Regions from separate parts of the Sus scrofa genome. Here region 1 is linked to region 2. Evidence: chromatin contacts called from public HiChIP or PLAC-seq data. All regions are on one chromosome and are shown on one strand. Each heading gives the region's core, a stretch centred on a gene start, on an enhancer-like site or on the middle of the called end of the contact. The rest is flanking DNA. Distances are from core to core; before and after follow the strand shown. Region 1 overlaps CDK12 (cyclin-dependent kinase 12). Region 2 has its middle 18 kb from the start of GRB7.

Region 1 (3,450 bases), core at 776-3,275, 210 kb after region 2:
ATCTTGTTTTCCACCAGACTTGCCTCTAGCCTATCTCTGACCATCACATTTTTGGAAGGTCCCTCAGAATAGAAAACTTATTCATGAGTCTCCCTCACTTTTTAGCAAGCACCTTAGATTAACCTCACTCTCAAATTTCCTCTAGTTTAGTCCTGTGTGATTAGACAGGAAAAAATGATCTGCTACCCTCTTTTATCTCCTACATATTGCTCAGGACAAGGATTTGCCTTGTATTCTTTCCATTCCTTAGCCTCAAGGTGTTAAATAATCAAGGTAACAAAAGCAAAGGTACTGTGGTACCTGACACATAGTAGGTTCCAGACAATGTTAGTTTCTCATTCTTTCCCTTCTTCCTCCCAACACGTTCTCAACCCCTCTGGGTCTGTTTTTTTCACCGGCTAATGACAGCACCGAACTAGACCAACTAGTGTCCTTTTGTAAGCTCTAACACTCTGTGACTCTGATTCACACGTTCTGGTTTGTTTGCTCTTCTGTGAGTCACCCTCACTTAGATCTAAAGTGAAGGGGAGAGGAATATTGGTTTCCTAAAACATGTAAAACCACTTGCAGAAGAGTTTTAAAACTCAAAAAACAATTTTTTAGCTTGATGCTCAATCATTGATGCTCGATGCTCTATCATTCCTGCCTTATTCCTGAAATACTCTTGAACCATGTAGAGAGCAATGCTAAGCAAAATGTTCTTGTATAAATTATTTGCCTAATATAACTGTCTTCATAGCATGCCCCAACTATAAAGGTAACCCTATCACTAACATTAATCAAGGGGACAGTTTGCTCTTTAATGGGGTCTCCTTGAAATGAATTGTGAAACTTTAAGGCATTTATCCCCCTTCACTACTCCATTAATTTTTCCTTCCACCCTTACATCCCTCTCTCTTCTTTATAAGCAATCATACACTGCCTCTTTCTGCAGTCCCACTAAGACTTCTCCAGTTCCCCCTTCTTTACATTTCCTTCTCATATTGCTTCATGTTATATGAGAACTTTTGGGAACTTAGAAGTTACCGAATTTCTAAAAGGGATCAGGCTCTCTAGGTCTCTAAAGCACCTTCTTTTCTCCAGGGTTAGAAGCATGAAAAATTGTATTAGCCTCGGTGGGGAGGTTATCTGTCTATAAGCTGATCCTTACCAAGGGTGTCCCTCGTGAAACACAGGAGGGGGAAGGATGCTCTCCTTGAGACAACCCCTCAGATAGGATCCTTAAACAAAGACAAGACATTCTCAAAACTCAAGCTCTGCTCTTGGCTTAGCTCTGACTGCTATATTGTAGCCTTTTTAAAGTCTCTCTGTGCTGCCTTCCTCAGAGATGTTTTGGCTTGGGTAAAATGTCTTTTATTCCTTTAGAACTACCAACATTATCTTCAGGCTACAATCCTGCCAGAGCAAAACATCCAAAACATCCAGCTATTTCCAGGTTCTAGGGAACCTATGTCTAAATGAATTAACTTCATGGCTTATACCCTCTCATTCCAGAGAAGCACAATGTGGCTGAGGACTGGGTATTGAGAAAACTTTGCTAACAATTACCCACCTAGAGAGTATTAAGAACTAACTGTATATCAGCCTCTCTCAGCCTTGAACTATTAATTCATTCTTGAGACAGAGATATGAGAACAATCCAGTGGTCAAGTATTTGGGCAACCTTGTGATTAATCACCAGGGCATCAAAGCAGCCCTCATCTGCTTTCTCATGGACAGGAGGGCCCTCTTCTCACCAAGCTTTACTTCCCATAGACACTATCTGCAACTGAGCTTAGAAATGACAGCAGCAAAATCAAGTGTCAGGATATGAGGGAAGAGGATGAAGTGAAAGTTGAGACTTTCCTAGACCAGTAAATCTCTTAGACTTCATGCAACATGAATTAAAAGCTCCTTTCCTTAGCAGTTAGCAATAAGAAAGTGATTTTGCTTTCTCTTTCAGTTCTCATCCCATAAATTGAGGAACTGGAATAGACATTTGTCTCCTGAATTTCTTCTCACCACCCTTCAAAACTATGAAGCAGCAAAACTCTAAATACCCTTCAGGGTTAAGCAATCAACCTCCCTGGCTCGACTAAAGCATGCGAGTAGTGAGTGGGGAGGAGAGAGAGAAATAGGAAATGAAGTAGATGGACAGGAGATGGAGAGATAGCTGCACATGGTGAGGAGTGATAAGAGTACCACCATTAATTTCTTCATATTTCCCCCAAAGCCTCTCAATCCTGGCTTGGAGTAAACTCTCACTTGAGAATACTCCTACGGCTATGGGAATACTGAAAGTGTTCCTATAAATGAGAGATGCCACACCTGGACAGTAAAATTAACCAAAGCGTCCAGGAGCGCTCACCCTGCCTCTTAGGACAATGAAGATTTAGCAATTCCACTTCTCCCTTGGAATGTCTGAATATTTACTCACTTGAGGAACTCCCCACTTCCACTTCCATTCCACTAGCCCTTCAGGATGACTAAGTTGTGAACAAAGTCACTCAATACCTAAAAAAAAAAAAAAGCCAAGCTATGGGGTAACCTTCAGTAACAACGAAATCCCAGTTCAGCACAAAGAACATTAACTGTTAACTTTCTTGAGGCTTTGACTTTACCATACAGTTAAGAATGCCTGTCTGGGAAAAGAAATTTAGGTACTGAACGGTAAAACAACCTTGAGTGTGATAGAGAAAAAAGTCCAGATTAGGTTAGGTCTTCAGTTTTCAGGCCCAGAATTGAAGACACACATTGCTATGAAGTGGAAAACAATATTCTCTAGAAGGTTGAAGTTCACACTCCTAGTCATGAATATATAAAGACTGGAAAACATTTTCCTTTCTCTGGAGGCTAACCAGAAACACAGGACTCCAGAAACACAGGAGCTCTCCATTCTCCTTCTGGATAAAGACATGATAGCCCACAGGCAATCATACTTAAAACTGTGGGGATTCAAAATCAAGCTGGCAACCCTCATCACCACCAGGTTTTGACTGGATTTCTTCCTAGCTTCCTTGTTCTGGTGTACCCCTTGTATGATTGTTTACCCTGCTCACAACTTCCTGGTACCTACTTCCCTTCTTCCTTTGTCTCCAGATGCATTTTTCCTGTTCTCTACCTACTTATGTCATATCTAGCAGGATTGCAGCACATACTACAAGGGAACGTTTAGTCCTCATTTTCTTAAACCATGAAAGAGAAGGGACATTTTCTCCTCACGTGGAGACAAGAAAAATACCAACAGAGCTAGGAAGACTAAGCCGAGCCCATGCTGACCCTACTCATGGCAACAGGAAGTGGTGTAGGGGTGAGGGTTTCTGATTTAAGGGACTAGCTTTTATTCTAACCAGCCTCTTACCAACTTCTCTTGACGACAGTTGAGCTCAAACCCACTTACCTCTCCTTTCAGGAGGAGTCAGGGTACATGAAGCTCAACTCTTTTGATGGCCTGACACCATCATTACTTTT
Region 2 (3,584 bases), core at 388-2,887:
CCCACACCTGCACCCTCCTCCTCCCCCCTCCCTCCATACAACCAGGCCCTTCACTGCTGCGGTGCAAACCTCCACCTGCAGGCAACTGCCACCCGGCAGGCAGGCAGGCGAGCAGGCAGGGGGACCAGGACCTAGCTCCCTTCCCTCCCTCCCATCCCCTGGAATCCAGAGGCCAAGGAAGAGTTGGGGAGGGGACGGTGACAGTTCTGGGAAGGCCAAGAACACTGAGGGAGGGTGGAGGAGCTCCTGTGGCCAGGACACAAGGTCTGGCACCCGAGCATTCCCAGGCAGACAGTTGTTTGCATAAAAGCCAAAAGCCACTGCACCTGGGGTGGGGAGGCCCTCTGGGGAGGTGCTCCCTGGCTTGGGGGAGAGGGGGGAAGGAAGGTGTCATGGAAAGTCCCTGAAGGACACGGGGTGTTGAATTTGTTGCGGTTTTGTTTTTAACTCCGTCCTGACCTGTGAAGTAGGCAGCTGCCTCCCTTCCCCCCAAAATAACAGACCTTCCCCCAGAATAACACGAGCACACCCAAGGAAGGAGCCTTCAGTGGAAAGAATGGAGGTTAGAGGGCCTGCGGGTGATGTAAATTGCCCCTCCCTTTCCCCAGGACTGAGGGGGCAGGAAGCCCCAGAGCAGCCTTTTCCCATCACCTCTCCTTCCCCCACAAACCCCCCAGGCCCCCCAGAAGAGCCGCCTAGTCAAATAAACCACAGCCCTGGGGGCAGCTGGGGGATGGGAACTAGGGGGGCAGATGCTGCCTCCTCCTCCAGGCTGTCCTCCCAGGGCTCCATCCCCATGCAACCCCCACAGGAATCCCATTCTCAGCACCTCCATCTCCCTCTCACTCACAGACACTGACTGCTCTCCTCTAGACTCCTGGGTGTGTGTGTGGGGGGGAGGGGGTTGTGTGTGCATGTGTTGGGGGAAAGCAGGCAGAATCAGTGAATCCAGCAAAGTCTCTGTATAGCAAAGGCCGGCCTTGTGCAGACGCCAGCTGAGTATTTGGACTCCTGGGTTCCAATCCCAGCCCGGCTGCTCTCTACCTGCCCCTGAGCACCCTGCCGTCCCTGTCTGGGCTTTGCTTTCCCCCTAGAGTCAGGGATCCAACAGGCAACCTGGCCTCAACCCCGCGCTCCAGCCAGGCCTTTCCCCAAATCTAGAAACAAGAATAGGAGAGAAAGATGGTTCTGGCCCTTCTTCTTTCTCTCCCCCAAACTCAGGCACTGGGAGGGAGGTGGGGCGCCGGAGCTAGAGTGACGGCGGCCTTTGATTCTCTCAAGTGGTCAGAGAAAACCATTCTATAAAATTCCAGCCCTGGCCCACAAAGTGGGGGTGGGGTGGGGCGGGGCATGGGGACAGCAAGGTGACAATGGATATGGGCACTGAGGTCGGGTCCGGGCCCCTGGCCTCTTCTCGGGACCTCCTCTTAACTCTGCATAAACCCAGACACCAGATTCCCGGGTTGGGGGTGCCTGGGAGAGGAAAGCCAAGGTCGGGCGGAGGGGGGAAGAGGTGCGGTGCGAGGTGGGAGTTGAGGGGGGTGTGAGGGGAGGGGCAGCTGCACTTCTGAGAAACAGCTCGGGCGTCTCAGCAGCCCGCAGCCTAACCCCCTGCCTGCGGCTTCACAGCTCGCTCCTCTTGCCGCCCACGCCGCTCGGGGCCTCTCCGGGGGTCGACAGCCCCCGCGGAGGCGGCGGCTGCTAAGGAGCAGCGGCAGCTCCGGGGACAGCCGAGTGGAACCCATGGGACTTGGGGGTGGGGGTGGAAAATGGAAGAAAGCGTGGGTTGCGTGACACCCCAGGAGTGAAACGCCATCCCTCACTCGGGGTCCCGAGCACTGGACCTTGGCACGCCGCGTGTCCCCCCTCCTCCCCCAGCCCGGGTACTCTCCCATCACACCCCAAGCAGGATCCAGAAGTGAAACCGCTCAGGGTCACAGCCCAGCGCCGCTGCTGTGCCACGCCCCGCCCTTCCGGGCACTGCAGCCTTGCAGGATCTCCCAGCACTCGGGCGACTGCTGGGGAGGAAACTGGGGGAGGGGAAGGGGAAGTGCCGCGTGGGGCAGTCTGCAAAGCGAGGCCTTCTCTCCTGGGAGTGCCCGTCCGTAACCACTAGTGGGAACCTCTAGCGGCACAGACCTTAGCGGGAACCAAGGAAGAGGCGCCTGCACTTCCCACCATAGCCACTGGGTGTCGCTGCAGCCGCGCGGCTGAGCCGGCCCAGGCCGTCGGGAGGCGGGGGCGCGGGTCCAAAGGAGCTGGATGACCCGAGCCCACCGCCGCCTTCGCCCCCGAAGCATCCTCCGTGCTTGTTTGTGGCCTGCAGAACCTTCCTCCACCCGCCTGGTCTCTAGAGGCCTCCACCCGGCCCACAGGCTCTCAGCGAAGAGCAAATCAACCCCCTTGCCCCGCGACGGATGGGCTCATTGCTGTGGCCCCAAGCGAGCCTCCTTCGTCAGGCCAGAGGATAGACGACGCATCCTCGGCTGCCTTGGCGGGGCCGGATGTGCTGAAAGTCAGGCCTCCGGAGCTCGCCCCCTGGCAAAGCCGGCAGGCTTTTCCGCCGCAGAGCCGGAGGCGGCTCCCTCGAGCCCGGCGACCGCATCTCCCCAACTGCTCGGCTGGCGCCGGTCACTGCCACTGACTGCACACGGGCCGGATTGTTCCCCGGCGAGAAGGGGGAGGAAGAGCGAGCGGTGGGTGCAGATCAAGTGTTGGGGAGCCAGAGCGACTGCTGGATGGGTCCCCGCGTGCGTCCCCACTCCTACTCTCCCAGCCGCCCCTTCCCACCCGCAGCTCATCCCTTAGCTGTGTGGGACGGATGGCTCAGCTTGGGAGAAGGGAACGAAAAGACGGGAACCTGTATGGAATCGATGGGTGTAAGAGGGCTGTGGATGGGCCAAGGCTGGGAGAAAGGAGAGAGCCTGGAATCTTTTGGAAAATTGGGGAAGGTTCTGTCTGTTAGGAATGCCCACTTCTACACTGTTTTGGGTCTGACTCAGGGCGGAGTTGGGCAGGTAGATGCAGAGGAACACGTGCCCATTGGCTGGAGGTCTGTGGGATGGATCTGGCTCATTCTGTTCCTGTCTACAGCTAGCTTTCCTTCAAATTGCAGGGCCACAGGGCCCAGCTCCATTACAGAGATTCTAGGGGGATCCAGTTGGTGGTCCTAAAAGAATGGCATTGGGCGTTCCCGTTGTGGCTCAGCAGGTTAAGAGTCTGCCTAGTATCCATGAGGATGCGGTTTCCTATCTGGCCTTGCTCTGTTGCTTAAGGATCTTGCATTGCTGAGAGCTGCTGCGTACCTTGAAGACACAGCTGGGATCTGGTGTTGTGGCTGTGGCATAGGCAGACAGCTACAGCTCCGATTGGACCCCTAGCCTGGGAACCTCCATATGCCACTGGTGCAGCCCTGAAAAGACAAAAAAAAAAAAAAGAAGAAGAAGAAGAAGTGGCATTGGCATGCCACTCTCGGTGAGTCACACCCAAACCACCCTAAGACAGACGTACCCTGGCTAAAAACATACGGCTTACCATGAAAACACAGCATTGGCTAAATAACCCTCCAGGTGCCCAGTAAAGAA

The links. HiChIP or PLAC-seq counts read pairs in DNA pulled down with a chosen protein or histone mark.
Region 1: a contact with region 2 is called in an H3K27ac HiChIP or PLAC-seq map of alveolar macrophages. The contact joins two enhancer-like sites. A contact is called at or near these places in 5 of 47 Hi-C or Micro-C datasets (embryonic fibroblasts, fetal heart ventricle, fetal skeletal muscle and 2 more) and 1 of 2 datasets of contacts at active chromatin or transcription factors (alveolar macrophages).

The regions. Positions count from the first base shown.
Region 1 is chr12:22,770,741-22,774,190 of Sscrofa11.1, forward strand. The region is part of intron 14 of CDK12 (cyclin-dependent kinase 12); the gene reads right to left. Among named protein-coding and RNA genes, the nearest start is that of MED1, 58 kb to the right of the region's middle. Within about 2 kb of position 2,026, at least 6 of the 83 cell types and tissues checked have an H3K27ac peak or open chromatin away from gene starts, as enhancers often do. A contact at or near this core is called in alveolar macrophages, where this site is marked.
Region 2 is chr12:22,563,499-22,567,082 of Sscrofa11.1, forward strand. No RefSeq gene overlaps it. Among named protein-coding and RNA genes, the nearest start is that of GRB7, 18 kb to the right of the region's middle. Within about 2 kb of position 1,638, at least 38 of the 83 cell types and tissues checked have an H3K27ac peak or open chromatin away from gene starts, as enhancers often do. A contact at or near this core is called in alveolar macrophages, where this site is marked.